Linked DNA regions of Mus musculus: region 1 is linked to region 2. Evidence: chromatin contacts called from public HiChIP or PLAC-seq data. All regions are on one chromosome and are shown on one strand. Each heading gives the region's core, a stretch centred on a gene start, on an enhancer-like site or on the middle of the called end of the contact. The rest is flanking DNA. Distances are from core to core; before and after follow the strand shown. Region 1 overlaps Socs5 (suppressor of cytokine signaling 5). Region 2 overlaps Gm19696 (predicted gene, 19696).

Evidence for each region. HiChIP or PLAC-seq counts read pairs in DNA pulled down with a chosen protein or histone mark.
Region 1: a contact with region 2 is called in an H3K27ac HiChIP or PLAC-seq map of large pre-B cells, with 4 times the contacts expected there. The contact joins two enhancer-like sites.

The regions. Positions count from the first base shown.
Region 1 is chr17:87,117,663-87,120,374 of GRCm38.p6, reverse strand. All of the region lies in intron 1 of Socs5 (suppressor of cytokine signaling 5), which reads right to left. Among named protein-coding and RNA genes, the nearest start is that of Socs5, 11 kb to the right of the region's middle. Within about 2 kb of position 1,269, at least 59 of the 459 cell types and tissues checked have an H3K27ac peak or open chromatin away from gene starts, as enhancers often do.
Region 2 is chr17:84,144,799-84,147,501 of GRCm38.p6, reverse strand. The region is part of intron 1 of Gm19696 (predicted gene, 19696); the gene reads left to right. Among named protein-coding and RNA genes, the nearest start is that of Gm19696, 10 kb to the left of the region's middle. Within about 2 kb of position 1,436, at least 131 of the 459 cell types and tissues checked have an H3K27ac peak or open chromatin away from gene starts, as enhancers often do.

The sequences.
Region 1 (2,712 bases), core at 20-2,519, 3.0 Mb before region 2:
TAAAACAGGGACAGGGACAGCTCTGTGGGAACACACTTCATACCTGGGATGTCACAAGACACGCTCAACCCCAGTGCCATACACATAAGTAAGAGTCTACAAAGTAGCTGGGTCTTGTCAGTATTCTGATGAAAATAGAAGCTCAAGATACTAAACAACGTTCCTGCAACTACACGGCCCTTCACAAAGTCTACCGATTGAGAAAACGAAAACACTGTCTCCAACCTTGAGGACGGGAATGAGCTGTGGTCTCTGGCAGATACTAAACTGTCACTCTTTGACACCATCTAATTTTAATAAAATGTAAAAATAGGCTGCCTTCTATATTAAGTATTCACTACGTTTGTTTAAACTAAAAACCTATTTTTCCAGGCACAGTAAGTTTCCAGGTCTGCAACAGCTAAAGAAAATGTATTCTAGAACATTCACATCACAGCCATTTTTGAATGGGTGGACGAATGCCGCCACCCTAGAGTCCATTTGTCCATCAACTACATTCTTTTATCTCTCTCAATATTCACATTCTCTAGATTTCTAAGATGTTCTATACATTGCAAGTATAGGAATCTGAGTCACTAAAGTGACTTTCCAGGTCCATATGCTTAAGATGCTAGGGTCAGACACAGGAAGAATTGTGCAGCCACAAGCTGCAGGGCAGAGCACAAGAGACTCTGAGAAGAGTTGAGAAATATAGATATGAAGGTAAAAATCTTACAAACTTTAAAAAAAACACTTTCCACAGTAAAGTATACAGTACTGCTCAAGAAATTAGATCTAAATAAACAGAGATCTATACCCTCCATTGCTATGGAGGACCCAGGAAACTAGCAGCAGCCTACCACTCCCTTCACTAAACTCTACAACAGCACAACTAGTCTTAGTAGTGTGTATGTGGTGGGCAGGCAGACAACAGAAGGCACCAGCATGAATAGATACCACAGACGGAAAGAAACACTAAAACTCGGCAAACAGACAGTTGGCCGTTTTGAACACATGCTTCACAAATGATAACATGCAGATGACATGCAGATGCCCCATGAGCACACGACAGAGTACTCAATTATCAATAACTGCCAGGAAAGTGAAGTTCAAACCACAATGAGCGACCCCAACATGGCAGCTAGACCAGTGGGGAAGGCCTGATGTAAACAACTCTCTGAGGGAGAGGGTATGTCTGTCAGTTTCCTGTGCCCTTAACAACATACCCAGGGAAAACACCTTAAGGCAGTGTTTCTCGACCATGCGTCAGTCCCTCTGTGGGGAGAATAACCCTTTCACAGGGTCACCTAAGACCATGGGAAACACAGATATTTACATTGTGATTCATAACAGTAGCAACATAGCAGTTATGAAACAGCAACAGAGATAATTTTCTGGTTGGGGAATCACCACAAGATGAGAAACTCTATTAAAGGGCCAGAGCATCAGGACGGTTGAGAGCCACTGCGTTAAGGGGACACATTTACTTTAGATCATTGCTTTCTAGGTTTCACCCCACCGTGGCCAGAATATGGAGAATAGGACATACAGCCAATGCCATCACAAGTCACCCATCAGAGAAAGTTTCGCACCAGGAGGTAACCCACACTGTCCTCTTTTAAGACCCAGAACCTAGGGGACACTGCTGCCCACATGCAGGGTGAGCAGCCCTTAAACAGTTCTCTCTGGAGATGAGCTTTCTATTCTCTTGGGCCTTTCTTGAGCCAGTCAAGCTGAGAAGTTAACAAGCATAGACTGTAAAGTGGCAAATCCACCTCAGAAACTCTACTTCAAGTACAGCTGCACTTCTAAGTATTCCCTAAGGAGCAAAGAGGGCCCTAAGAAAAGATATCAAAAGTATTCATTGCAGCCTACCACTCCCTTCACTAAACTCTACAACAGCACTAGTCTTAGTAGTGTGTATGTGGTGGACAGGAACAGGCGCCCGTGCACACATATCACATGTGGTGTGTATGGGGTGTGCATCACAGGCACCTGTGCACACATATCACATGTGGTGTGTATGGGGTGTGCATCACAGGTGCCCGTGCACACATATCACATGTGGTGTGTACGGGGTGTACATCACAGGCACCCGTGCACACATATCACATGTGGTGTGTATGGGGTGTACATCACAGGCGCCCGTGCACACATATCACATGTGGTGTGTACGGGGTGTGCATCACAGGCACCTGTGCGTGCACACCATGTGTGATCAGGCCTCTTCTACTGCTCTTCACCTTCTTTTCTGAGACAGGGTCTCTGGTTGACCCCATGCCTGCCCTCTCATCTACACTGGCTGATCATGCAGTCATACCTGGCTTTCTACATAGATGTTAGGGGTCTAAACTCCGGCCGGCATGCTTATACAGCAAGGACTTTATCCTGAGCCACCCTCTGCAGCTTTGAGACTCGCCTTATACTGGGGGGAAAGCAGAACATTGGCTGCAGGTGTGTAAAAAAGAGAAAACAAGAATGGAACAGGCACAAGGGATCTTTGGGACTGAAGGAAATTGTTAATCATATGGATAATTAACTGAGTGTGGAACTGAGGCTGGGCTCTGTGGCTCAGACCCGTGATGCCTGGCTGTGGGAAGTGGAGGCAAAGGGGTCAAAATTCAAAGCCAGCCTCAGATACATGAAACAAGTAAAAAAAAAAATTAAAAAGTATACTTAGAATGTTTGTATTTTACTGCATGTATACTATACTTCTGATTCTGATTCTTTTTT
Region 2 (2,703 bases), core at 187-2,686:
CAGAGACTGCAACTGGACCTTTGGGAAGTCATTGACAGGCAGGGCAACTATCCCAGCACATCTGTGCTCATCCAGCTGCAGGACAGGGATGGGAATCCAAGAAAGTAGGCATTAACCCTTAATGCCCAGGAGGACCAGAATTTATCCACTCAGCAGTGGGGAACCAGCAGAAACTTTGGAGGGAGAGGCAGGGTTTGGGCTGGCTTGTGCTTTGATAAGAGATCACGAAGAGAGATGAGGTTTGAATATAGCATGAGAACTGGTATCAGCGGCCTCAGGCAATGGGGATGCTAAGGAAGAGATTGTGCAGGGCCTCAGAAGACCCTGCCCAGGCCTGGTCTTCAGAGAGCAACCCCTCCTTGACCTCTGACCTCTGGCCATCGGCTGCCAGGGAAGCTCAGGTAGTGGCTCTTCATTCAGCTGACACCAACCCAGGGACACTCAGTGCAGGGCCTGAGACAGGAATGAGCCAGTGGGCAGTGGGGGGACAGCAATTGCCCAGCAACAGCAACATCAAGAAACATCTCCCAGGTCCAGCCTCTGAGGAGTTCTCTCAGGCCCTGGGAGACCGCTGACATTTCCCACAGGAGCAGGTACAGGCCTGAGTGCGACACACTAGTCACTTACCCTTTCCTGAGACTAATTAGCCTCAGTGGAGAATAACTATTCTCCCAGCTACCAGCTCCCTGTGAACCCAGACCACAGACAAATTCCTTAATTGAACTGAAGCTTTCAGCGGGCACAGATGGCCTTAGAGTATCTGTTAGAGCAGAGGCGGACCTGTGCGGTGAAAACACTGTCATTGTGGGCTTAGTAATGGTGACACCGGACCTTTTAAGGCCTCAGACCTTTGTCCAGAGGGGCAGAAATCACTCTGTCAGTCAGTCACTTTAGACAACCAGTTACCACAAGCTATCTGGGACTAAAAGAGCCAAGTAGGAGAGATCTGGGTAAGGTGAGGGGTATCTTAAGTTACCAGGGGCCCTGTGGCTGATCTAGACTTTGTACCAAGGTCATCAAAGCACACACAGGCTCAGGGCAGGAAGAATAGGACTTTGCGGGGGGGGGGGGGCTCCCCTTTTCTGAGTTCAGTAAGTGTGGGTAGTTCTGGCATTGAGAAATGAGGTAGGGGCTGGGAGCCCTGAGTGATAACTAACTGGGAGTCATTTCCAGAGCCCTTAGTTTTACATCTTCGACTTGTATATTTCCATTTCCTCCTGGCCCTGGCCTTACAAAGCTTTTCCCAGGAGCTTCAGCTGCCTCGTGTATGGCTGTGTCCTCTCTTGAAGGTAAGCTAAGACCAGACTCAGTATGCAGGGGACCAGCAGCCCCGGGGTAGAGTGTGGGTGCCGGCTTAGCTGGCTTAGCAGCCTCTGTCCCAGCATGAAGTAGCGCAGGTCGCCACCGGCAGGAGAGCTTCCTTTTCTTTCTCGCAGGGACTGGCAGAGGGGAGTTCCCCTTCTCTGTTTGTTTTGATTCTGTTGTTTTCTTAAAGACAGGAAGGAAAGCTCTCATCACTTTTTCGGTTCTGTGAACAATAAAGGCAGGCGGGAGGATGTTCCCCTGCCAAGCCCACACCTTCTCCTCTTGCCCAGCTTCCAGCAAGGCCCCCACTTCTAAGATCAGGCCCCACTGATTAGCAGGGCTGCCTTCGCCTTTCAATTGCTTTGACTTTTCTGAGTCCTGTGTGTAAAAGTGGGAGTCCTCAGATTCCCTTTACAAGGTTGTCAAGGGTTAAAAAAAGTACCACCCCCACCCCCCAAAAAAAACTCATAAAAGACAAAAAAATCACAAAAACGAAGTTGAAAACACAAAAGACTGCCCTGGACATGAAGTAGGTGTTTCAGGCTTCCTCTTTTGCTTTTCCCCTTTGGGGTCCAGCTCACAGTGGGGAGAGCAAGCCACTCTCTGGACTACAAAGCTGATTCCTTCCACAGCAGACTTGCAGACGCTGGCCTGGCCATGTTAGACTCCTAAAATGCTTGAGAAATAAGAGACTGCTGAGTTCAGGGGCTACTTGGTGCCTGGGATTGTCCTTGCTCTGTTGGGGGACAGGGTGAGCTTGTCTAGGCTTCTAGTCTTCTGTACTCCAGACCCTCACCTCCTCCCTCCTGACAGAGACACTCCATACCCCATGTACACACACACACACCCACACACACACACCATCATATCCTCTCTTCTCCCCTACCTTCTCAAGGTAGTGTCTTGCTGTTTGCTTGGCTGGCCTGGAACTCTGTATGGAGACTAGCCTGGTCTTGAACTTAAGTGCATTCTCCTGCCTCTGCCTCCTGAGTGCTAGAGCACCCCTCTCATTCTGCTTCTTGCTGTCCAGCCTGGCCTCCAACTTGGGTGCCTTCTCCTACCTTCTTGGTGAGAGATGACAGGCATGTACCACCACAACTGGGCTGCTTCCTGGGAGTGAAGGACTATGCTGTCTTGACACAGAAGGGGCCCCAGGTGCTTTCGATGTCCCTACTGTGCCCCCATCTTGCTCTGAAACTTGGCCCCAAGTGTTATCTCGGTATCTTGTCTGCCACGTGGTTCCTGAATCCTTAAAATCAAAATCTTCTTTTCTAGCAAACGTGGTTGATAGACCTGGTCCCCTGGGTAGCAGTTTGACTTGGAATTCTGAAAGAGAGCTGTGTGCAAATGACAAAGTAACACATTTGGAGTGTGGTGCATCTATCTATCTATCTATCT